Linked DNA regions of Mus musculus: all the other regions are linked to region 6. A link is a contact called in public HiChIP or PLAC-seq and promoter capture Hi-C data. All regions are on one chromosome and are shown on one strand. The core of a region is the stretch at or near the end of the contact, and the rest is flanking DNA. Distances in the headings are between cores, read along the strand shown.

Region 1 (3,207 bases), core at 344-2,843, 750 kb after region 6:
GCCCTGCATGCCAATAGTGCAACAAAGAATCCATTATCCCATCACTGTCCTGAGGTGAGACTCTGAAGCAAGCCACAATGAAGCTCCTGGTCAGGGACAGGTGGCTTGGATGTGCACTTCACTCCACACACCTCCAGGCAGGCCTGATCCAGAGCTACAGACATGACGGCTGAGTGATTCATTCATTACTGGTCATCACTAGCCAGGTGTTCAGCAAAAGCGGGTGGCACTGTGGGAAGGGAGTTTAGTTGCCTTGGTAATCAGGAGGCTAACAGCCACTGAGAGCTGACTTGCTATGCACCAGACACTCTTCTGTTTACTTCCTTGCAAAGGGCACAGCCCCTCCTGTCCAGCCCCAGCCACTGGGAGGGCCATGGAGCCTACCTGGTATGTTAGCACCTCACACATGATCAGGTTTGGTTAACATGGCCTGCAGCTGTAACTGGAATCTCAGCAACAGCCACAAGGTACTTCCTGCTATAAGGTCACACCCCTTTGTAGGTAAGGAGGCAAGACTTGGAGAGGTTAGGAAACTTGCTTGCCTAGGGCTAAGCTAAACAACAGAGCCAGGATTTGAACCCAGGTATTCTAGTTCTGTAGCCTGGAGCAGAAAAGCAAAACTTAACTCTGGAGCCAGAGGCACACCTAGTTGAGTTATAGTGAGGGGCAGCTACTCTCCATCTCTGCCCCAGTTCTTTACCTTCAACCTTGCTTCTCTCAGTCCCCACCCTCCCTCAAGCCTTTACTATATCAGTCCAGAAGACAAGATCCAGAGGTTTCTTTCAGCAGGAAGCAGGGCCCTGGGCAAAAATCAACTGCTATAAAGGGTTTCTCAGGGAGTCCAGAGCCAGGCATGGGACAGGTTGTAGGTGCTGGTCTTTTTAGTTTGAGAGACTTCTCAAGACTCACCTGGGACTCTCTCTTGGCATGAGCTGTTTGCTTCCACCAACAAATACTCTGAAGCCACAGATAAGATCCAACCTTGCCACACGCAGCACATAGCACAGCAACTGCAGTAGAAGTCTCAGCGGGTAAGAGTTCTTGTCATTTGGGATTCACACCAAACTGGGGAGATGGGTGACCTGGGTGACAGAACACTCATTCACCAATTATCTTAAGGCCTTGGCTATGTATTAATGACTCGAAGTTTTGTGAACTGGGACTAGTCCTATTGGACTGCTGGGAACGCTAAGGTTTTATTTTTGAAAGTGGTTTAGCAAACGATGAATTGTAAATTGCTTTTAACCGTGTTGTTTCACCCGTGGGGGACCCTAACAGTCATAGCAGGTGCCTTCCTTCCACCCTAGACACCGGCCTAGGCCTGAGAATGGATGTTTCATAAACCCGTAGGGGTATGTTTGCAGTCCGGGAGAAAGGGGCGCTGTCTTCAGAACTTCCGAGAAAGTCCTGGGTGGCACAGCGGCAGGTTGTCCCCGTCCGGGGATCCCCCTAGCCAAGCGAGGGTGCGCCCTCCGCAGGCGGCTCCCGGTAGGCCCTCCGTTTCAGCTCTGGGTCTCCCCCCCAACCCCTCTGTGCCCGCCCCGGCCACCTCGGGGGCGAGGCAGCCCAGCGCGTGGGAGGGGACGGCGCGCCATTGGCTTGTGCGCGGCACTAGAGGAGGGACCAGTGCGGGCCGCCAGACTCGGGCGAGCCCAGCAGCGCCAGGAGTCCAGCTTGCCCTGCCCTGCCCTGCCCTGCCTGCCTAGCGCGGCGCCGCGATGTGAGACTCCCCGGGCCGGAGCGTCCGCAGGGCACGCCAGCTCCGCGAGCGCAGCACCCCGCGCGCCAGGAACGTAAGTCTGCTGCCGGCAGCCGCTAGCCTCACACTTCACCGCCGTTGCCACCGCGCTGGCCGCTGCCTGCGCAGCGCAGCCCGGGGACGCCGGGGGGCCTTAGGGACCGCTGGGGGCATCGAGCACCCTGCGAACGACAGCCGGGCGCCAGGACAGCTTGGCACTTGCGGGGCGGCGGGCGCCCGAGACCCCCGCTGAGCTCCTACTGGCACTGTCCTCTGTCCTTTTCGTTTGTCCCCTTGCACTGACTCGGTTTCCCTTTCTCCCCCAGCTCTCTTCTCCGCCACCTCCTTCCCCAGGGGCTGTTTATTTCGCTCTCGGCCTCCTCCAGGGCTTTATCTCTTTGATTCGGAGCTAGTGAGAGCGGAGAGTAAAGCAGTTTCTTTTATCCCGGGGTCTCTGTCTTCAGCGCTTGGTTCTCGGTCCCCTCCCCCTTTCTCGCCACCGCCCCCCCTCCTCCCGCCTTTGTTTCCCGGCGGGAGGATTGCGCGGTGTAAACTTGCGAGTTTCCGGGTCCTCGCCCCCACGGGTACGCGGGCGGAGAAGGTGGAGGGGTTCCCGCTGTCCAGTGGTCTGGCCGGACCTTTTGTGTGGGTGCCGGGGACTGGAGGAGTCGCGGACTCTCGCTTCACAAAGTGGGGGAGTGTCCTCGGCGCGGAGATGAAGATAGATCAGAGGGGGAAGGGGCAAAGCCGGCGACACTCCTGAGTCCCTGCTGGAGAGGAGCGGGCAGAAAAGTGTTTGGGCCTGACCCCAGTCGGGGGTGGTGGTGTCAGGAGGGTATTGCAGGTGGACCCGGGCGACTCTCTCTCCCAAACCGCGCAGACAGCTGTAAAGTGTAGCGCCATTGCCTGGCGCAGGATGGATTGGGGTCCCGTGTAGTGCGCAGAAAATATTACGCGCACCATCCTCGGGGCACAGCGAGGCCAGCCGCTCGCTTCGGCTCCCCTTTCGTCGCCTTCTTGCATCCTGGATGGAGCGGGCTTCTCCTCCTGCCTGTGAGGTGGAGGAGCAGGGATAGGCCCAGGACCCACTCCCACTTTGACCCAAAGCTTTACAAGCACACGGCCAAGGCCTCCTCAAAGTCCCCCAGCACGGACTTCCTGTTTCGTTTCTTTTAGAAAAACTTTCTGGATGGGGCCTGGAGAGAGTGTAGAAGTCCCTGGGTTGCAGGGACACCCACCCAGCTGTGTCTCCCGTCTGGAGGCTCCTGGAGAAAGGCCGCCACCTGCCGCCGGCGGGATTGGTGGGCTCCTGGAAGAATCCGGAAGAACACCACCCGCCCCTTAGTGGCAGCCTCTGGCTCAGTCCGAGGCTAAAAAAAATACTATTTTCCTGTAGGATCTTTGGAAAGTCAGAATATACTTCGGGTTTCTGTTGTCACCTTCGTACAGACAGAGCGCTCTCCTAGAGT
Region 2 (3,104 bases), core at 153-2,652, 780 kb before region 6:
ATACCAAACAGAAAACGCTGCAAGAGCACCAATACTTTTAAACAATCCTTACTAATGCTTACAAAGCACAGGCGTATTTGGCTTGCATCGTGTCCTCTGGTCTTCCAAAGGATCTCGGTAACAGCCACAACTTTCTTTTACAGGTGAGTAATATTAGGTGTGTAATTTAGCTAACTAGTTAACAGGTTTGAATCTGATCCTGGTAACCTTAGCTTCTGACCTTTGTCTCTGCCAACACAGTAGGAATTCAGGTTCTCACAACTTCTTTGCATCTGCTTTAGTTACTGCTGCTTAGGTAGAGCAAGACAGCGCTGCAATGAAGGGACAATTATTTCTCGAGTTTGAAAATATCCTGCTTCTAACAAACTGGAAGAGCTGTCCGGAAATGTCTGAACCTCCCCCAAACTTTCAGACAGATGTCCGACTCCTCAATACCTCCTCGTGCGGTGTCTTCATTCCCTCGCCCTTCTCCAGGACGGACTCATCTTCCAGAGGTCCCCAATGCAGGCCGGGCTGCAGGGGTGCTCCTACACACCAGACCCCCAAGTGCTGATTCCTGGATCTCGAGGGGCCCACGGCCAAGCCCTGGGGGAGGCTCCTTAGAACAAGGATGGCAGGGCTCGTACCCGGCGGGCAGGCTTTGAGGCCCGGAGCAAAGCCTTTTCCGGAAGGGCTCCATCCTGAATCCTGGCCCAGGGGTGGCTCTGGGGCTGCAGGGAGACGGGAAGGCAGTAAAGGAGTGGTCCATGAAGGCGTGGGGTTGGGGAAAGAGAGGTACAGGGTCAGCTATGACCCAAGAGTCCGAGGGATTAGCAAGGTTCTAGTTAGTAGGGCCCTTGAATGGTTGGGAGGGAGTCTAGTCTCTTAGGGCACCGGAGCAGGATCCCAGGCTCAAGAGAAAAAGGGATGTAAGGGAATGCGCTGACTAGAAAAACGCTGTGGCCATCTAGTCCAGGGCTGAGGGTCGCAGACATCGCAGGTCACTCACGGTGCGGCTCTATTTTCCCCAAGATCACCTCCTCCACCTCCTTCATCGTGGGACAGAGATTCTCTCGCCACTCCCCTCTACCGGAAGTGAGCGTTTTTGTCCCGGTTCCTCCCGGAAACAGTCCTTGATTTTCAAATTTAAGCTCAAGGAAGAATCCGGGTGGTTAGGCATCATTGAAGGATGGACCTGGGAGTTTGGAAGTACTTGACAGATAAAACCCTGTCCGATGGGCGATACGAACCTAGGATTTCAGAGGCCCGCTAGTTTCCTGCATCTGGAAAAGCGGAACCCAACTCACTCACTTTAGGTAGCGGCGAGTCGGACAGCTCGGCTAATTAACCTCACATTTTGTCAGGTGATTGCCGGAAGTGGGCGGAGCACCAAGAAAGCCTTGTTTGGTCCGGGCAGCAAGCCGGAAGTAGGTAGAAGAAATGGCGGAAGTGGTTGGGGAGCTGGGGGCCCCCGAGGGGGCGGTTCCCATTCCCATCTCGGAGCCGGATGTTTGCCGAGCTTTGACAGGCGTGGCAGAGGAAGCATTGCCGGAACGAGGTGAGCTGCGGAGCGCGGGGTCTCTTTGGGCGTGGTGGTGGGGAAGAGCTGCTCTGGTCAACGGAAGGAATTGGGTCGGAAAGGGGAAAATCCGAGGCAGTGGGTCGGGAGTGGAATTGGGCCCGAGGGCCTGGGTCTCTTCGCTGCCGGGATTTTTCCCATTTCGGCGCCTGCAATGAGAAGACAGCCACTTTCTCTGACTTGTTCCTGCCCTCCCTCTGCAAGGCATAGGCCAAGCCAGAGCAAGCCGGTGGGAGGGAGGGAGAAGTCGTCCTGATCAGATCTGGCATAGCACTGAGAGCTAGAAATCAGGGGAAGTGATCCACCTTGTCACTTGATAGGCCGTGCTTTCATCTCACTTTCTTGTGAAACGAAATACACTCCATTCGTTGTTTGTTTTCGGACTCTATGCAAACATGATTATAGTTTAGAGTTGCAGCCTTGTAGGATTTGGGTTTTTCCAAAGTCACAAAACAGTCTGATTCCAGCACCAGCAAGTACTGTGACTTCAGTTTGCCCTGAGAAGTCTGGCTGCCCTTTCGTGGCGCCTCTTGGATCCCAGTGAACTTTGTGACCGACAGTCACTTAAGATCACTGTTGAGGGGGTTGACTTTAACCTAGAGAACACCTCAAACTGGAACTTGTGGGTTAAAATCCTGCGTCTGGGTTCTATGATCTGTAGCAGTTTGCTCCCTCCCTCCCTCCCCCCGCTTTTTGTTCAAACTGTAAAATGGTTTTTATAGCATATGCTGAACTACTAGTGCAGTTGTGAGGTGAATTTGTGCCCAGTTCATAGTACAAATATCCGTTTCCTTCTCCACTTATGAAATTCATTCATTCATTCATTCAGCTAATGACAGTCTGCTATGTGAAGACTCTGAATAAACTCTGGTGCTATGTGCATCACTCTGAATAAATTGCTTTGGTGTGTGTGTGTGCCCGCGCGCGCTCTCTTGTCGCGCATGTGCTGGAGAGACCCTGTGTATGCAGGCAAAGCGCTCTACCACTGAGCTATGGACTTAGCCCTTGAAATAGGTTCTTAAGCAATAACAGGGGGTTTGTGAAATCTTTAAAATGCATGCAAGGTTTCCATGGATCTGTTCATTTTTCCTAGTGAAAAAGTCCACAAACATCAAGAATTTCAGAGAGAGAGAGAATCACTGTTTTACAAAAGTCAAAGCCTTTGCCTGAAGTGATTTTTTTTTTAATTTAATTTGATTTATTTATTTTTTATTTTTCGAAACAGGGTTTCTCTGTATAGTCCTGGCTGACCTGGAACTCACTCTGTAGACCAGGCTGGCCTCCAACTCAGAAATCCACTTGCCTCTGCCTCCCGAGTGCTGGGATTAAAGGCGTGTACCACCACGCCCGGCGCCTGAAGTGAATTTTAAATACTTTCTAGGTAAATGGTTTACCTGGTCCAAATGGAATATTAATCTGAGAGAGTGGCTTTTTGCAGGTGGCAGATATATTTCATTTCTACCATTTTATGTTAGAATTTCCCTTCTCAGGCTTCATCTACCCATTGACTAGCAGATAAACATCCGGCTCCCAGAAGGCACCAGAA
Region 3 (3,330 bases), core at 705-3,204, 720 kb before region 6:
CAGGTATTTAAAATGAATGTGAAAATAATTTTAATGAGTTATAAGCCTTTAAAAGATTTAAATTCAGTCTATAGTGTTTGGTATGGTAGTTCACACTTCTAGTATTCAGGAGGAAGAGATTCAGGAGTTCAAGGTCACCCAAAACTATATAAAGTGAAAACCAGCCTAGGCTATATAAATATCCTGTCTCAAAAACCTACAAGAGCAGATAGATAGATAGTGTTGTTTGGTTGTATTACATGCCTATAGCCCAGACCTGGGGAGTCAGAGGCAATAGGACTGCTAACAAGTTCAATACTAGCCTAGTCTACATAGTGAGTTCCAGGCCAACAAGTGTAATACACAAAAAGATCTTGTCTCAAAAAGCAGAGATTAATTGGTTGTGAATATAGCTCTGTAGTAGACTGAGCAGAGTGATAGGTTAAACCTCAAGTAAGAACACGTATGTGTTTGTGTATAGATATATAATTATTGTATACATATAAACATATACATATAAATAAATTTATACATATTTCATTAGGAGAATTTCAAAACTAGACATGATGGTATATGCTAGATAATCTCAACACTTACGATGCCGGGAAAGGAGGATCAGTAACTCAAGGCAAACAAACCCTGGCTGCATAGGTGAACCCTGTTTCCAACTATCCCAACCTAGGCCTGTGACAGCCTGCGTCGGTATTCTCAGCTCCTCAGGAGGCTGAGTGAAGAAGATAACTGAAGCACAGGAGTTTAAGGCCAACCTGGGCTACGGGCTACCACCGAAGTGGGGAGGGGGGAGCCAACAAAGGAATGTTACCTTGAGGATAGATTGAGCAGATTAACTAGGAAAAAAGTGAATGAGAGATTTACAACCCAAGAAGGTGCTTAGCCACTTAATTCAGAGATTTAATGAGAATAGGTTTTCGCAGGTTATTCCACTGCCAGTAAGAACATAGTCCCCTTTTTCACTAGTCAAGTCACCCTCACTTACAGGAGGACTTCATACTTGGCATTAAAAATTTTTTTTGATTGACTGAAAACTTACCTAACCTACCTTGATACCCAACACCGGAGTTACGGCCCTACAAATGTTCTCCAATAGATCTTTTTGACATAACTCAAAGAGACAATAAAGTAGCAAGAAAATTTCGGGGGATGTCTGTAACGGTTGGGACGCCTCAAGAGCCAACAGGGTCTACACCAACCCAACTTCTCGTAGAAAACATAATCAGGGGATTATGGAACTGAACCTCGGTTGCTTGGCTTGGGCGTCCCCAAGGTGGTGGCCAAGGGAACACAGATCAGTGACCTCCCACTCGGGGGCGCTGAAAGATCCGGGGGTTATTACCCTCAAAAGTGAGTACCTGCGAAGCTACGGCACAGAGAGTGGCTCCGGGCTCTCATTCCGGAGGCCGGGGCCTGGGGCCGGCCAACTGCACCTCCCAGCAGAGGGTTCCGCGCTCCCGGGCGGTAGTGACAGCACAGGTCGCAGAGAGATATCTCACGCTAACGAGGCTCCGGGATCCCAGAACTGAAAAAGCTGTCGGACTGGTGTGGACTGGTTTTTCTCAGAGCTTCCCCTTCACACGTCAAACGATCTCTCCCGCCCTAAGCCAGCAACCAGTCGCTGCCCGGCGCCGCCATCCTTAGTGTTTGTTTTCATCCGCTTCAGTGCAGGCGGTGGGGAGGTAGAGCGCTACGGAGGAAATGCAGCTGCCTAAATTCAGCTGCACTTTCGCTACACCACAAACGACCTATTTAATATTTCTGTACATCAGAGTCTTCAAGAAAGGCGGCTTATTTCCAGAAATAAATCATATGATTAATTTTAAAGCCTTTTAGGAGAAAAAAAAGGGTTTGGGAAGGAATTTAGGGAGTTGGAGACTGGGCTTCGTGTAGAATGTACGGAAGCGAAGCGCAGGCCGCGGTGGCCGAGGTGCTGATGACGCGGCGTGGGGCGGGCGCTGACGCGGAAGGGGAGGTGCGGCTGTTGCGCACCGTGGCGGCTTGTGTGCGGCCGTGGGTTCCGGAGGCGGGCCTTCTTCGGCCCCGAGGGTGGAGAGTGCTCCGGTTAATCCGGTAGCTACGGAAAGGTGGCGATCAGCGTTCGGTTATTCTGGGTCGAGCAGCCAGACTTTGGTTATCTTACTATTTTTGAGACAAGGTCTCGCTGTGTAACTCAGGTTAGCTTTGAACGTAATGTAGCTCCAGCAGGCATGGAGCACGCGGCGATGCTACCCAGTTTCCAGAATGCTAACATTACAGGCTGGACCAGCCTTAGGAGCTTTTTGTTTTGTTTTACTTTGTTTTGACTGGTGCTCGTAGTCCACGCTTGCCTCGCACATGATCTTCTGGTCTACACTTCCCAAGTACAGTGAGCCCATTCCTGGCTGGGGCATCTTTACTTACACGGCTTTTAAAGGAATAAACTTTTTAAATACATTTATGTTTTGGAGGCGGGCGTGATGTGGCAAGGGTGTTGGACGATTCTTTCTTTCCACCATATGGATCTCAGATAGCCAACTAATTTATTTCACCAGGCTTCACAGGCAAACCCTGTGCCCTCGGAGCCATCTTTGTCCCTTAATACTGTTTTGAAAGCGGGTTGAAAAGTGGCCTCGGTGTTCCAGACCTACCTGGTTCACTTAGCTTTTTCCTCCTTTCCTTCCTTTTATACTCTTCCTTCCTTTCTAGCCTAAAGCTTCGGGATTTGGGTCTCTTGAGATGAAGGGAAAGCCTGTTACAGCAGACAGTGTAGGTCCCCAGGCAGGGCCACAGACTGTCTTTCTTCCTTTCTCCCCCCCCCCCACCCCCCCTTTGTTCTACATCTCTAGTTGGACTGGTTTGAGCACTCCCTCATCTGTGGAGCCATAGGGCTTTGCAAAACAAACCTCTGAGTAACCCTTAAGGTGTTTTCAACTTGTCAGCTGTCTCCTGGTTGCCACAGACCTCTTTTACCTTGTAAATTGTTTGTTCTCATGTGTTGTTCTCAGTTGAAATGCCAGGCAGTAGATGAGCCACTGGGATTGAACTCTTATTGTCTGCAAATTAGATCAAGTTTGTCATACAATAGTGAGTCAGTGGAGATAAATCTAGAGTTAACAAGTGAATGGCTGAAAAAGGTGTAGGTTTTGAGTCATTTGGTATGGTTTGGATCACGTTTCTAATTATTTTTTTCTTTTAATTAACATTTACAGAAAGAAGATTATAAATGTCAGAGCCATTTAACTGATGGTTAGCTGTTGAATTCTGATACTTACTGCGCTGGGAAAAATTCGGGAAAAGCAGATAGAAGAGGACCTCCACATTAGCAATGGCTATTCCAATAACAGTGCTTGACTGTGA
Region 4 (3,287 bases), core at 446-2,945, 700 kb before region 6:
TTTTGTTTGCTTATGTCCAAGAAGACCTAATCATAAACAATAATATTGTAATTGCCTTTTCTCAAGAGTAGCAAATACCTATCACATGAAAAATATCTAGAAATAAAATGTACTGATTGTACAGTATGGAGTTTGGCCAGTACAGTTAGGATCAGCTACAAATCAAATATGTCTGTAAAAGCCTGTAATTCCAACAAGTAGGAGGCAGAGGGAGGAAGATAGACTTTGAAGTAATATGGATTACATAGTGAGATTCTGTTTAAAAAAAAAAAAAAGCCAGGCATGGTTGCTTATAATCCCAGCACTCAACTAGCTTGAGGCAAAAGGATTGCTGTGAGCTTGAGGTCAGCGTGGGCTTCATAGTGAGTTCCAAGCCAGCCAAGCTATAGAGTGTGAGCCTCCACTGCAGTCTCTCACACTCCCTCAGGCACACTGCAAATGTGGAACAGGAAGGCAAGCACATCAGAATTTCAAAGCCATTCTTGGATACACAGAGTTCAAGACCAGTGTGTGTGCCACACAAAATCCTGTCTCTAAAAACTATTTAGTGAACTAGCTACGAAGCTAACTAAAAGCACACTGTGGACTGTGGCTTTAGATCCTTGGAAGAAAATAAAAGAGAAGTAAGTGGTTTTTTTTTTGAGAAAGAATAGAATAGGCTGGGAGGTTGTGGTGTTCACCTTTAATCCCAGCACTCCGGAGGCAGAGGCAGGCAAATCTTTGTGAGTTGGAGGTCAGCCTGGTCTACAGAACCAGTTCCAGGACAGCCAAGGGTACACAGAGAGAAGCCTTGTCTGGCAAAACAAAACCAAAGAATAAAAATTTAAAAACAAGGTACAGGAACTTTCCCTTCCCACATTAAGGTGTGCCATTTTCTCTTGGATATTCTTCTAAAGCTGACCTGGAGCATTCATAGCGATTGTTCTTCAGCTCTGAGGGGAAACCAAGAATAAAGTGGTAAAGTCATTTGTTCAACTGGGACAAGTAGTGTGAGAAGTCTCTAAGTGTACGGCAGTCGTTGAACTATTAAGACGAGCTTTATTCTGCTATGATTTATCTTCAATCAATGTGCTCACAAAAGGCTAATTCCTTTTTCACTTAAAACAAGGTCTTTGGTGGCGCATGCCTTTAATCCCAGCACTTGGGAAACCCTGTCTCGAAAACCACACACTCAAAAAACAAAACAAAAACCAAAACCTAGCCAAACCAACCAACCAACCAAAAAAAAAAAAAAAAAAAAAAAAAAAAACAAAAAAACAACAAAAAAAAAAAACCACCAAGGTCTCATATAGTCCAGTTTGGCCTTGTGCTTAACTGACTATGACTTTGAACTCCAAATCCTCATGCCTCCTTTCCTAAAATGCAGGGACTACGGGGGGAGGGTGTGGGGGACTTTTGGGATAGCATTGGAAATGTAATTGAGGAAAATACGTAATAAAAAAAAAAAGTACCAGGAAAAAAAAAAAAAAGCAGGGATTACAAGCGTGCTCCTGTCTCAAAAATTTAGTTCTCTAAATTACTTTAACACTCTGTCACCAACAGAAAATGGCAGAATCCCAGCCTACTCTACGCTATAGTTTAATGATCTGGATTTGTTTATTTATGCCTAGGAAGGCAGCCGGATTTGCAGCAGGAGCTGAGCAATGTTTCGGCACTCGGCTGCAGTGCCTTGAACGATTGCTGGGGCGCTCTTCCTTTGATGTCTGGGCGTTCGTGTGTTCGATGATCTTTTGCGGCGTCTTCTTGGTTGATGTCTCCGGAGCGGCGGCGGCTGTGCCAGGTCCTGGACTGAGTTATCCCGGAGGCCCCGGGCTCTGGCCGCTTTCTTCCGCTGGTCGGTCGAGCGGACCCCTCGCTTTCTTCGGCCTCTCCCCGCCTTCCGTCCGTGGCTCCGTGCGCTCGCTGGCTTTCGGGCCGAGCTCTCACTCTCCTCGCAGGTAGGCCCGGGAGGAGCCTGGGAGGCCCGGTCCCGCATCCTTCCGCCCAAGGCAGGAGGAGACCTTAGCGCCGGCCGGTGGGCGAGCGCGCGGCCCGCCGGGGTGCGCGTTGTGAAGGGGGTTGCGCCCGGGGGCGCGGCCGGAGGGCGGCCCGGAACTGAGCGAGAAGCCGGAAGGAGGGAGAGATGCTGAAGCTGCCGGCCGGGTTCCGTAGAGAGGGGATGTCGGGTCCTGGACGCGTGTCGTCACCCCTAGATTGTAGGAACTTGGCTTTCTTAGACCCTATTCCCTTTCTCCTTTCCTACAACTCCGGTTCCGGATGTCATGCTCAGTTGCACTGGGGACCCCTACTGAGTTCAGCCTCGGAGTGCCCTTTTGAGTAGGTGGAGGCTATTGAAACTAGGCCCTCCAGCTCCTAGGAACGAAATATCACTTATAGTCTTTTGGGGTAGGGAAACCGAGGCTGAGGTAGGGGACGTGACTTTTCCCTGTGACCTCGACAGATCATTAAATGTGCTGTAAGGTTCTTTTTTTTTTTTTTTTTTTTTTTTTTTTGTCTTTAACAGTTCACAATTCTCCCATTTTACTGGTCACTTTTTACTTAACAGTCTCTCATTTGACTTTTTGGAACTCTTCTTTCTTAGAAACATATATTGTGTTACTGGAGGCTTCAGACATTAAGGGAGCAAGTGATGTTTTTGACTGGGTTTGCTTTTTCGAAGTTTGTATCGTTTTAGCAAAAGTAGTAAGGATAGTTTAGTTTTGTTTACTCATAAATAATTTGTTTACTTCCACTTTACTTCTGATTAATACTGATTCCACTCTTCAGCTTGTTCTGAAACTTTCTGCTATGGTGTTAAGTACTTAGTGCAAGATGGAAGATGCTTAAGATGGTTAAGACTTTGAATTCAGGTTCTTGTCTTGTGGAGGTCTTTTCTAGGAGGGAATCCAAGGAATCTCTTTTGAAACTTTTTTTTATTTGGTTAGTGATTTAGTCATTTTATTCAAGAGTTCAAAAGTCTGTGTAGAAATTATTCAAACATAATTGAAGATGAATCATTTGTGAACTTTACTGTTTCTCTCTTTTTTTTTTAAAGATTTATTTATTATATGTAAGTATACTGTAGCTGTCTTCAGGCACACCAGAAGAGGGTGTCAGATCTCATTACTGGTGGTTGTGAGCCACCATGTGGTTGCTGGGATTTGAACTCAGGACCTTTGTAAGAGCAGTCAGTGCTCTTACCCGCTGACCCATCTCGCCAGCCCTCTCTTTTCTTTTTCAAGGCCTTAAGGTCTAAGTGTTTTTGTTAATTTCATTTAATCAAATGTCTTGATCCTAAAAAAAAGTCT
Region 5 (3,491 bases), core at 729-3,228, 990 kb before region 6:
TCCCTCCTCAGTGTGTGTGTGTGTGTGTGTGTGTGTGTGTGTGTGTACACACACACATGCAGAGGTTAGAAGAGGCCCTTGGGTCCTCTGAAGCTGGAGTCACAGGTAGGTAGGTAGGTGCTACAGCCCAAACTCAGTTCCTCTGGAAAAGTAGCAAGAGCTCTTAACTGCTAAGCTATCTCTCCATCCCCCAAGATAAATATCTTTTTATTTAAAAAACAATTTTGAATCAACTTTTCAAATGATCAAGAAATTTTAACCATCTGCCAGGTCTGGAAACTCACTCCTTTGAGTCCAACACTGGGTAGACAGAGGCAGGAGGATCTCTGTGAGTTCAAGGCCAACCAAGGCTACATAGTGAGATCAATTCTCAAAACATAAACAAAATATGTATACAGAGTTGTATTTTATTTTAAAATGTGTATGGTACATTCATATAATAAAATGTTATTCATCCATGTAAAGAAATGAGTATCAAGACACAAAACGACAAGGGGGAACCTAAACACCTACTGAAACACGAAAGAGGCCATCTGAAGAGCTTATACACTGAATGATTCCCATTATTCTCAAAGGGGCAAAACTTTAGAAGTCAATAAGATCAGTCATGGAAAGGAAAGGAGCAAGGAGAGGGGTGAATGAATGGGGGATGCACAGAGGAGTTTTAACCATGAAAAGATTGTTTTACATCTTAATGTGGATATATGAGAATATGAATTTGTCCAAGTCCAGAAAACTGTACAATACAAAGAGTGGACCCTAATATAAACTATAGGCTGTTGGTAATCACACTGAGCTAATATTCAGTTGCAAGAAATGTACCACACTAACACAAGAAATTAATAATAGAAGCTAAATAGAAGATACAGAGGGAAAAAACTCTACTATCAGCTCAGTCCTCTTTAAGTTTAAAACTACTCTAAATGTTTAAGCTATGAACTTTTAAATGTGTATGTGTGCATATAAGTGTATACACAAGGTCTGGAGAGATGGCTCAGCGGTTAAGAGCACTGACTGCTCTGCCACAGGTCCTGAGTTCAATTTCTAGCAACCACATGGTGGCTCACAACCAACTGTAATGGGATCCAATGCACTCTTCTAATGTGTGTCTGAAGACAGCTGCAGTGTACTTATATAAATAAAAAATAAATATCATAAAAAATGTTTTAAAAAAATAAGTGTATACACAAACGTATACAGTAAATGTGTTACACACTCACTGCAGGGTGCTTAGCAAAGTACAGTACTTAGTACCACACAGCCTTAGCTCAAGGGTAAGGTCAAGTTCTGCAAGGGGAAAATCTGATCCTAATACTAACTGTATGAGGTCTTATGCAATTGTCTCTTTAGCCTTAGTGTCTCCATCTGTAAAGTAGCAAACACAGCAATCCCTTCTATGATAATGCTGCATGCAAAATGCTTACCTCGTGCAGAATGCCTAATGAAAATGAAAAGCTCGAAATAACCGTGCACTATGAAGGCAAAATTATTATTTACAAAATGACTGAAGTCATTTCAGATGCCAAGTTTGCGTCAATACAAACCTATCAATAATAGCCTTGTTTGGGGCCTCAGATTCTTAATTGTGTTACTTAGAATGCAGTCCTCATTGCCTGAGAGCCAGTCCATATAATTCAGCCATTCTTTACTCCATAAATGTTATTTTTCATCCAGGTTTGGCCCTACATTCAGGCTCAGGCCCTAGAACCCCTTCTTTCTGTCCTCCCGTCCCATCCAGACCCGCTACCGTTCAGGCTCCGCCCCTGTCTCCTACCCACTCCTTCCCCTAACACATTACTCCTTTCTTTTCCCGACGCTGAAAAAAGCCCCTACCCAGATACTCGTAGTCCGGTAGAGCTAGGCGCTCGGGACTCAGCATCCTTTGACCGGGTAGTTTCCACGCTCCAGCTTTCTTCTTCCGGAACCCAGGTTACAGCCTGTCTCTGTTGCCATGGCACCCAGGCGGCCAGAGGAGAACTAGAAGGCTGAGAGGGTGTCACGTAAACAGTCTCCGACTGGCAACGTAGAGCCTATCACACAAGTTCCGGAAGCAGTCACTTAGAGTCTGATTTTCTTTAACTCCTATTTTTGGGATTTGGTTTTAGAATCTGTGAATTAAATTCTCTGAATGTGTCGTATTTTGTGATGCTGAAGAATTACTATCAGTGGCTCATATCTGCAATTTCTGGATTTCATAGTTTCTGTTTATTCTAACAATAATGATCATGTATGGCCTCGCCTAACACTGAGATCTCATTATCTATTATTAATCACTTTTAGGATTTACTCTTTCAAGTTGGTACAAAATGTTCTTTGTATCTTGGCAGCTTCTGGAGGTCGGGGATACGTCTTTAGCATAGAGATACTACTAAGGGCCACTGAGCAATCCAAGGGACCCCATGTGGTGAAAACAGCCTACCAACTCCTCCAAGTTGTCCTCTGACCTCCACAAATCCCCTGCCCCAAATATATATCTCGACAGGGTCTCACTGTATTGCCCAGTCGGGCTTAGAACTTGATGTGTAGACCAGGATAGCCTTGAATTTAAGAGATCTGCCTGAGCCTGCAGCTCTCAGAGGTTTTAATGTTTTAAAGGTGTGTGCCCCTACACCCGGTAAAATGCAATTTTTAAAACTACTCATCAAGTCCTCTGTAAGTTAATGACCATTCCTCTCAAATTCCCTTTAGCCGTTTGAGACTGCTTCTACTTCCTATTATTTGACATCTTGTCCAAGTGCCTTTCCTTTTTCCTACAAAGTCACTTCATTTCTCAAAGGAAATGGGTCAGAAACTAGAGCATTTATTACATATCCTCAGCTCTATCCTTTCTGAAGAAGAAAGACTATTCCTTTCTTTTCAAATAACCAGATTTTCTTATCTCCTCTCTCTGTGCAAGAACAGGAAAGAGATCTGTACAGTGTCACAGTCCAAACCTAGCAGAAAAAGCCACTCGATCCTCACTTTTGTTTTGTTTTGTTTTGTTTTGTTTTGTTTTGAAGTAAGTCCCTGCCCCTTCAACAAGGAGAAGTTTTCGAAAGAGGAGAGGTTTTGTGACAAAGAAAGAAAACGAAATTGATGTCATCAAAGGAGTGACTGGGAATCCCACAGACCACCTACACTGGAGTAAGTAAAGAGGAGGCTCTTCTCTTATGTTCTGAGGGGCCTATTCTTAGTCTCCCCAAAGGAGCTACTCAGACCTTGTAATTCTCCCTTTCCCTTAAATTTGTATATATGTCTCAATTCTAGGCTCCTGTGAGTCACTCTGAATTTGGATGTGGTAAGGAGAAAGGGACAGAGCCACACAAGGGACAGTGTTTGGTGTTCTGAGGTAATGAATTTTCCAGGTTGGTAGTTGTTGATATGAAGTCCTGCAAGTTTTGTTAAAAATAATTAACTTCTCCTTCCTCTACCCCTCCTCCATGCAGCTTGAGGGTATAGAAATTTAATGATTTTTCATATTGGGCTTATTATTATTGTAATGTAAATAGAGT
Region 6 (3,170 bases), core at 62-2,561:
GAGCCACGGTCTCCTGGGAACTACCTCACTCATCTGTGCAACAAGGCCATAAGCAAACACCTCTCATAACAATGCAAACAAACCAAGCTACTGCAGGGAGGCCTTTAGACAGTGATGGGAACATGGTGTATCAAAACGTCTTGTTTCTGAAGACTGGTTACAGAGAAAATACATCAGATGCCGATTTATTATGTCACAGCATGCTGGGAAAGGGTTCAGCCTCCTGGGAGTTATCACCGAATCTTCATATTGTGTTCTTGTTTTTCCACATCAGCTCCTAAAAGTCTCATCTGTAATGGCCCAGCTCTCCTAAAAAACACTTCATGACAACAGGCGGAAGAGCTGACGGGTGATGCAACCCTCTTTGAATATCTTTCTAGCAACGTTATAACTACACAGGGATCCTCTCAGATGGGTTAGGGGACCTCCTGAGAGATTGCTCATTGGGTAAAGGCACCCGGCTTTCCACCCTGGAACCGTATGGTGAGTGAGAACCTGCAAGTCGTCCTTTTAACTCTATACACTGCCATGCCATGCATGTCCTTTCCCAATCAATGTTTTTTAAAAAAAATGCGTCAAGAACACAAAAGTGCCATTACCCGATGATGCCCTTGGGGTCTTTTTAAAACCGGCTAATGCTAAGCTAGGTTCCCTGATCACCACCACGTTTGTCTGTGAAGAGAGGTTACGCGGGATGGGAAAAGAGGCGTGGGGGAGAGTCAAACAAATCCGAGGCTTAGGGAAGCCCTTGGGGGGGGGGGGTCCACGAGGGGCTACTTCTCTTGAAGAAGCTTTTCTCCGCTCCCACAGCACACCCCTAAAAGCCCAGTCCCCATTCTTCCAGGGACTGGCTGCAGATCCTCCCTCAGGTTGACTTCGCGTTTTTGACGAGAGTCTCGTCAGCATAGAGGGACCTCTGTCCCCCAGGCCTCCCAGGAGTTCAGAGCGGGCCACACTGGGCAAAAACGCTGTGTCAGAGTGGCCGCAGGCTGGAGTTCCTGGGCCCAGGGGAGTCCGCTTGGTGTTGCCACCCCGCAGCATAGGGTCCCCTCACCTCCATCGGTTGATGCCCACAGACGAGGAGGCCGCGAACCACGGGTCGAGGATGTAGACGCAGCGCACACAGCGCGCCCCGCGCACGGCAGCTAGCAGCGCGGGGTTGTCGTGGAGCCGTAGTCCTTTGCGGAACCAGTGCACCGAGGACGCGCCGTCCGCGCCCATCGATTGCGCGGGGACCGTCGCTGCCACCACAGCAGCCGCCGCCATCGCCGCCTGGACTGGGTCTCGGTCTGCCGCTCCGCCCGACCGCCCCGTTGGTCCCGCCCAGCGCCCGCCCAGCGACCTATGATGCAGCCTCTCCCTGGCATGACTCCGCCCCAAGGAGTCTGGATCGCCTCTGTGATTGGGTGAGACCCGGTGGGACCCTCCCTCTGTTCCATTGGTCAGCAGCGTCGGCGCAGGCTCCGCCCCCTCACGTTCCCACCATGTGTGGTCCCGCTTGGTAGCCACCCGCCGGTGACGCAGGACCGCGCTGCGTCCGCCCCGCGTGGGCTGAGTCTGGAGGGACCTCGGATCTCCTACGCATTTCGCGTCCCCGGGAAAGACAGGGGTTGCGGTGACTCCGGCCGGTGGCTGACAGACCTGTTACCGGGCCCTTTCTAACAGTTCATTGTCCTGTTCATATGTGAGGCTGAGCGGTGATTGCCTTACACAAACTGTCCTATTTTCTATTTTCATCTCATCCTGGTAACGTTCATTTCATAAACACGAATAAAACAGATGCTTGTTAGTCTTACTCTGCAGATGAAGTAAGCTTAGGGCGCCCCAGTTTGAATGACTTGCGCAATACCATGAATCCAGTAAGATTCCACTCAGAATCTTCCGATTTCAAAATCCACTTCCTCGCAGAGAATCTTGGTATTTGCATACAGAAAGGCATAAGGATAAAGGAGACGCCCTTTTATGCGGCAGGAGTGGGTTTGGGAGAAAGGACAAAGGTTTCAGAGGACGTGGGTTGAGGCAGTAATTATGCCCTCAAATGAATTCATTTCTTTTACGTTCTGTTTAGCAGACACAGTGCAGTTATTTTGCACAAAACTCTGAACTGGATTCTATGTGGGAATCAGAGATGTGCAGGGCAATATTCTCCTGTCTCCTTTGGGAATCCTTTGATTCTTTGGAGATTCTGGCAGAGTTTGCTGATTGAACAAGTGCAGCAACCGTTGCACTTGGGCTAAGATGGGCTAGTTGGGATGGAGGGCTGGAGCTATCCAGCAGAGAACTGTTCCGATTTGTCCTTGTGTTGATCCTATGGGTAGTCACCTTCCCCATCTTGGGAATGAGCAATGAAAGAATCTAGAATTTAGTCAGCAATTTAATGGCATTAATTGGCACCACTCTCTGACTACAGCGTCATTACGAGCCTCTCATTTCCAGCGCTTTGGACATGCTGTTCTCTCACATCACATGCCCCAGCCCACACCCTCGTGCCTCCTGTTTTCCCTGTGACAGCTGTTATTTTCCAGTTTCCTGGGCCCAACCTGCACAGGGGCTCACCTCATTTGGTGTCTTCCCCCCACCCTCCGGTTTTAGTACATAGTACTGGGATTGTTTAGCTATTGTATGTCAGCTCCATCAGACTATAATCTAGCTCAGTACTTGGTACCGAAGGATCATATGAATCAAACATAAGAGGCTTGCATTGGCCAGAGCCTTAAAGTCATCCAAGTCTCTGCCCGACTCTCTCCTTTGAATCTCTTCTGCAAGTACTTGATGAGTGAACTGATATTCCCTATGCTTTTCTTTAAACACTTGGGTTTTTTTCATTATTTTTAATCTCATGTTTAGCTGTGTGTCTGTGTAGGAGTGACGGCAAGTGTCTAGTGGACTCCTGAATAGAGTGTTTCTGGGGGTTGGAGTTACAAGGCTGTTACCAGCCTCCTGTTGTGGGTGCTGAGAAGTACCCCCAAGTCAGGTTCTCTGCAAGGAACGTACACACTGTTAACCTCTGAACCATCTCTCGCGCGTCCCCTTTCTTTTCTTTTCTTTTCTTTTCTTTTCTTTTCTTTTCTTTTCTTTTCTTTTTTTGGTTTTTCGAGACAGGGTTTCTCTGTAGAGCCTTGGCTGTCCTGGAGCTCACTTTGTAGACCAGGCTGGCCTTGAACTCAGAA
Region 7 (3,093 bases), core at 399-2,898, 910 kb before region 6:
CCCATAATTTATATGGCCATGTGATTTCCAGATTTCTGTTTCTAATATCCCAGTGGCTCAGTAACATTCTTACACTTTTTGTATATGTGCATAATAAATGCCTCTTAGTAGCATTACTGAGCTAGAGAATCTGTAGATCTCAAAATTGTCCTCCTAGAAATTTGCACTCAAATTTAACAGTGAGGTTGAGCATTTGTGTCTCCAAATCTTTGTTCTGAGACAACATCCTACAGCCCCGGCTGGCTTCCAATGCACTACATAGCTGAGGCTTGCCTCAAATCCCATACTCTTGCCTCTACCCCTAGAGTGCTAAAATTACAGGTGAGACCCACCATACTCACATCTTTCTTCTCTAACTCTTGGGTGTTTGTTTCTTTGTTTCTTAGGTTGGTTTTGGTTTTTCAAGATAAGGTTTCTCTGTGTAGCCCTGTGTAGTCCTGGAACTTGCTTTGTAGACCAGGCTGGCCTTGAAATCAAAGATCGGTCTGTCTCTGCCTTGTTATATTAAATCCTCACATTAAATTTGTAAAAAAAAAAAATCATTGTTATACACGTGTCTGTAATCCCAGTACTTGGAAGGTGTAGGTAGAATGATGCTACAAATTTGAGGCATCCTGGTCTATGTGCCAGTTCCAGGTTAGCTTGGACTACAGAGTGGAACCTTGTCTCAAAGACTAAAACAGTGCAGGCAAGATGGCTTAATGGGTAGAGGTGTTTGCTGTCAAGTCTGGGGACCTGAATTTGAGTTCCTGAAGCCATATTGTGGAAGGAGAGGACTGGTGCTTAGCAAGTTGTCCTTGAACTTCCTTGTACCACACCCCATAGTGCACATAAATGAAATGTAGTAAAATAGATTTTTGACAATCATATTTCATCAAATGAATCCTCTCCTTTTCATAAGCACAAGCATTTGTGAAGTAAATCTTGTAGTTCATAAAGGCCATTCCTAGACTCTCAGCTTGTTGTACTAAATCCTTACATTAAATTTGATTTTTTGTTTGTTTGTTTGGTTGGTTTGTTTTTTGAGGTAGGATTTTTCTGGCTGTCCTGGAACTGGCTCTGTAGACCAGGTTGGCCTCAAATTCAGAGATTTGTTTGCCTCAGATGGGATCAAAGGCGTGTGCCACCACGGTCTTTAATTTAAACTTGTAAGGAAATTTAAACATTTACATTAAATTTGTAAGGAAAACATAATTATCCCATTTCCTACACAAAGAAACAGAGGTCCAGATCAACTGAGAAAAGTGATTTGTTCAAAAGAAGTCCAAGACTACAATTTAGCATTCGAGGCTCCTTCCACTACATCTCAGTTGCCTCTTGCTTTCCTCTCAGCACAGAATGATTGCAAGCTCTCCAAAAAAAAAAAAAAAAAAAAAAAAAGGTGTGGGAGGGAGATGTTGACAGCAGTTTAAACATCAGTAGGTAAAGGCAACGTGATCATGACTGGAAATGCAGAGTTTTCCACACACCTTTCGCTCTTCTATCAGAAGCCTTGGTAGCCATTCCTCCAGCCACTGGGTGACAAGCACCTGACCCGCAGCCCTGGGAAACACAGCTGCGCGCGTTCCCTTTAAGGCCGCAGGCGGCGCGTGCCCACAGCTCTTTCAAACGGACCAATAAAGGGGCGATAGGCGGTTCTCCGAGGACCAATGAACAACGAGGACACTGCGGGGTGTGCGGCGGCCCAAGCGGTTTTAAACGGCTTAGAGCAGGCCCCTCGGTTCTGACCCGGCAGAGGTGAGTGGGCAGTGGGTCTCACCTGCCGGCCTGGACCCTGGGGACCCGGCGTCGCGCGCGCTAGAGGACCCACGGCCGCGGGCGGGGCCCCCGCGGACGCGCGCCTCCGCGTTCTCGCGAACCCGGCAGGTCTGAGGCGGCGGAGCGGGGCGGAGGCCTGGGAGCCCGCGGCTGGCAGGGCGGGGGGCGTGGGCGCTCGCTTGTGTTGGTGACCCGGGCTGGGGGTTCAGGTGAGCAGAGCACGCGGCGGGGGAGCTGCTGCAGCTTCGGAGGTTCGCTGGCGGCCCCGGGCCGCGCCTGAAGGCTGAGCTGTCCGAGGCCGGGGCGGGGGCCCTGCCGGCAGGCCCTTGGTGGAGGAGTGCGCCTCGCGGAATTGTTAAATGAATGAACAAGAGCACGGGAGGGCTGTGGTGGGTGTGAAGGGCCTAGTTGTCTCCTCCGAGCCGGGACCAGAGCCTGGTGCCTGGGCCTGCCTCCATCCCTGCGTCCACTACCTGTGATGATTTTGTAAGGATGCTGTTCATTCGCCGCCCCGCCCTTGGTTTTCTCCCTCAGAAAGTGTCAGCAGAGTTCAGGGATTTTGCAGCTCTGAAGGTTTCCGGCACCAGTACAATAGCCAGCAGGGTAGGTGAGCCAGGCCTTGCCGCTAGGTGAATGAGATTCTCACTTTTTAGCGCTTAGCAAATCCTTGTTGAGAGAGCTGCCCAAAGTCGTGGTAATTGCTATGCAAGATTGAATGCATCCCATTTTGTTTCTTGCGGAGGGCAGGATGAAAGAGATGTTGCCAGAGAGGCTGCTGTGTGTAAAAGAATATATTCTTGTTGATGAATCTTAACAATGAGTTTCTGATTCAGCACCAGTAGAGGTTTTTGCAGAACTTGTCCCAAATTTATGCATGACTCTTAATTCTCCTAGGAACCAAGGCATTAAATCTTGGCCCAGATAGGATGCTTGTATTACATTATGCATAATTATAGAACTGGAAACTCATTTTTAGAAAGGTGAAATATTTTTTCTCCATTTTCATCACCCTGAAAACATCTTCTGTGACCTAAAGAGCGAGAATATAAATCAAGTTAATGGTCATTTGAGACTTTTCTAAAGTGACTGGTCAAGTACGATTTAATAAAGAGAAAATCAAAATCAACTTTTTTTTTTCCAATATAAGTTAAATCACTGTAGTAAGCCTGTAATGAAAAAATTGTACACAAAACTTTTACTTTTTTTTTTTACCTGGGGCTGGAGAGAGGACTCAGTATTTAGGGGGCAATGGTTGCTTTTCAAAGGAGTTGGGTCTAGTCCCAGCAGCCACAACCGTTTGTAACTTCAGGACCATGGGGACTGATGCCCACTTCT

What was found. Promoter capture Hi-C pulls out the DNA fragments that hold promoters and counts their contacts. HiChIP or PLAC-seq counts read pairs in DNA pulled down with a chosen protein or histone mark.
Region 1: a contact with region 6 is called in a promoter capture Hi-C map of pre-B cells, with 2.0 times the contacts expected there. The contact joins the promoter of Trp53i11 here to the promoter of Cry2 in region 6. A contact is called at or near these places in 3 of 39 promoter capture datasets (the C10 cell line and pre-B cells) and 2 of 115 datasets of contacts at active chromatin or transcription factors (both in embryonic stem cells).
Region 2: a promoter capture Hi-C map of pre-B cells shows a contact between it and region 6, with 4 times the contacts expected there. The contact joins the promoter of Arhgap1 here to the promoter of Cry2 in region 6. A contact is called at or near these places in 6 of 39 promoter capture datasets (the 3T3-L1 cell line, the HPC-7 cell line, liver and 2 more), 2 of 484 Hi-C or Micro-C datasets (CD8 T cells and pre-B cells), 2 of 115 datasets of contacts at active chromatin or transcription factors (memory CD8 T cells and stem cell-derived neural progenitor cells) and 2 of 9 other capture datasets (liver and macrophages).
Region 3: a promoter capture Hi-C map of pre-B cells shows a contact between it and region 6, with 4 times the contacts expected there. The contact joins the promoter of Harbi1 here to the promoter of Cry2 in region 6. A contact is called at or near these places in 8 of 39 promoter capture datasets (the 3T3-L1 cell line, 3T3-L1-derived adipocytes, the C10 cell line and 4 more), 2 of 484 Hi-C or Micro-C datasets (the Ba/F3 cell line and CD4 T cells), 7 of 115 datasets of contacts at active chromatin or transcription factors (the SCID.adh cell line, cardiomyocytes, double positive thymocytes and 4 more) and 2 of 9 other capture datasets (adipose tissue and liver).
Region 4: a promoter capture Hi-C map of pre-B cells shows a contact between it and region 6, with 5 times the contacts expected there. The contact joins the promoter of Ambra1 here to the promoter of Cry2 in region 6. A contact is called at or near these places in 4 of 39 promoter capture datasets (hippocampal neurons, liver, pre-B cells and 1 more), 2 of 115 datasets of contacts at active chromatin or transcription factors (the SCID.adh cell line and cardiomyocytes) and 2 of 9 other capture datasets (adipose tissue and liver).
Region 5: an HNF4G HiChIP or PLAC-seq map of pancreatic cancer cells shows a contact between it and region 6. The contact joins the promoter of 1110051M20Rik here to the promoter of Cry2 in region 6. A contact is called at or near these places in 1 of 39 promoter capture datasets (liver) and 1 of 115 datasets of contacts at active chromatin or transcription factors (pancreatic cancer cells).
Region 7: a contact with region 6 is called in a promoter capture Hi-C map of pre-B cells, with 3 times the contacts expected there. The contact joins the promoter of Ckap5 here to the promoter of Cry2 in region 6. A contact is called at or near these places in 1 of 39 promoter capture datasets (pre-B cells) and 1 of 9 other capture datasets (adipose tissue).

Annotation. Positions count from the first base shown.
Region 1 is chr2:93,185,955-93,189,161 of GRCm38.p6, forward strand. It overlaps Trp53i11 (transformation related protein 53 inducible protein 11), which reads left to right and starts at 1,594. Exons shown (of 8, transcript NM_001025246.2): 1 at 1,594-1,793.
Region 2 is chr2:91,648,716-91,651,819 of GRCm38.p6, forward strand. Arhgap1 (Rho GTPase activating protein 1) reads left to right here and starts at 1,403. Exons shown (of 14, transcript NM_001359970.1): 1 at 1,403-1,537; 2 at 3,049-3,104. It overlaps Zfp408 (zinc finger protein 408), which reads right to left and starts at 1,076. Exons shown (of 5, transcript NM_001347175.2): 1 at 989-1,076; 2 at 436-710. The coding sequence starts at 1,034.
Region 3 is chr2:91,708,898-91,712,227 of GRCm38.p6, forward strand. It overlaps Harbi1 (harbinger transposase derived 1), which reads left to right and starts at 1,955. Exons shown (of 3, transcript NM_178724.5): 1 at 1,955-2,354; 2 at 3,183-3,330. The coding sequence starts at 3,299. It overlaps Atg13 (autophagy related 13), which reads right to left and starts at 1,695. Exons shown (of 17, transcript NM_001355419.1): 1 at 1,350-1,695.
Region 4 is chr2:91,728,443-91,731,729 of GRCm38.p6, forward strand. Ambra1 (autophagy/beclin 1 regulator 1) reads left to right here and starts at 1,696. Exons shown (of 18, transcript NM_172669.3): 1 at 1,696-1,937.
Region 5 is chr2:91,442,736-91,446,226 of GRCm38.p6, forward strand. It overlaps 1110051M20Rik (RIKEN cDNA 1110051M20 gene), which reads right to left and starts at 1,979. Exons shown (of 9, transcript NM_175123.5): 1 at 1,834-1,979. The coding sequence starts at 1,879.
Region 6 is chr2:92,432,758-92,435,927 of GRCm38.p6, forward strand. Cry2 (cryptochrome 2 (photolyase-like)) reads right to left here and starts at 1,312. Exons shown (of 12, transcript NM_009963.4): 1 at 1,055-1,312. The coding sequence starts at 1,266.
Region 7 is chr2:91,525,114-91,528,206 of GRCm38.p6, forward strand. Ckap5 (cytoskeleton associated protein 5) reads left to right here and starts at 1,649. Exons shown (of 44, transcript NM_001165989.2): 1 at 1,649-1,737. It also overlaps the pseudogene Gm13770.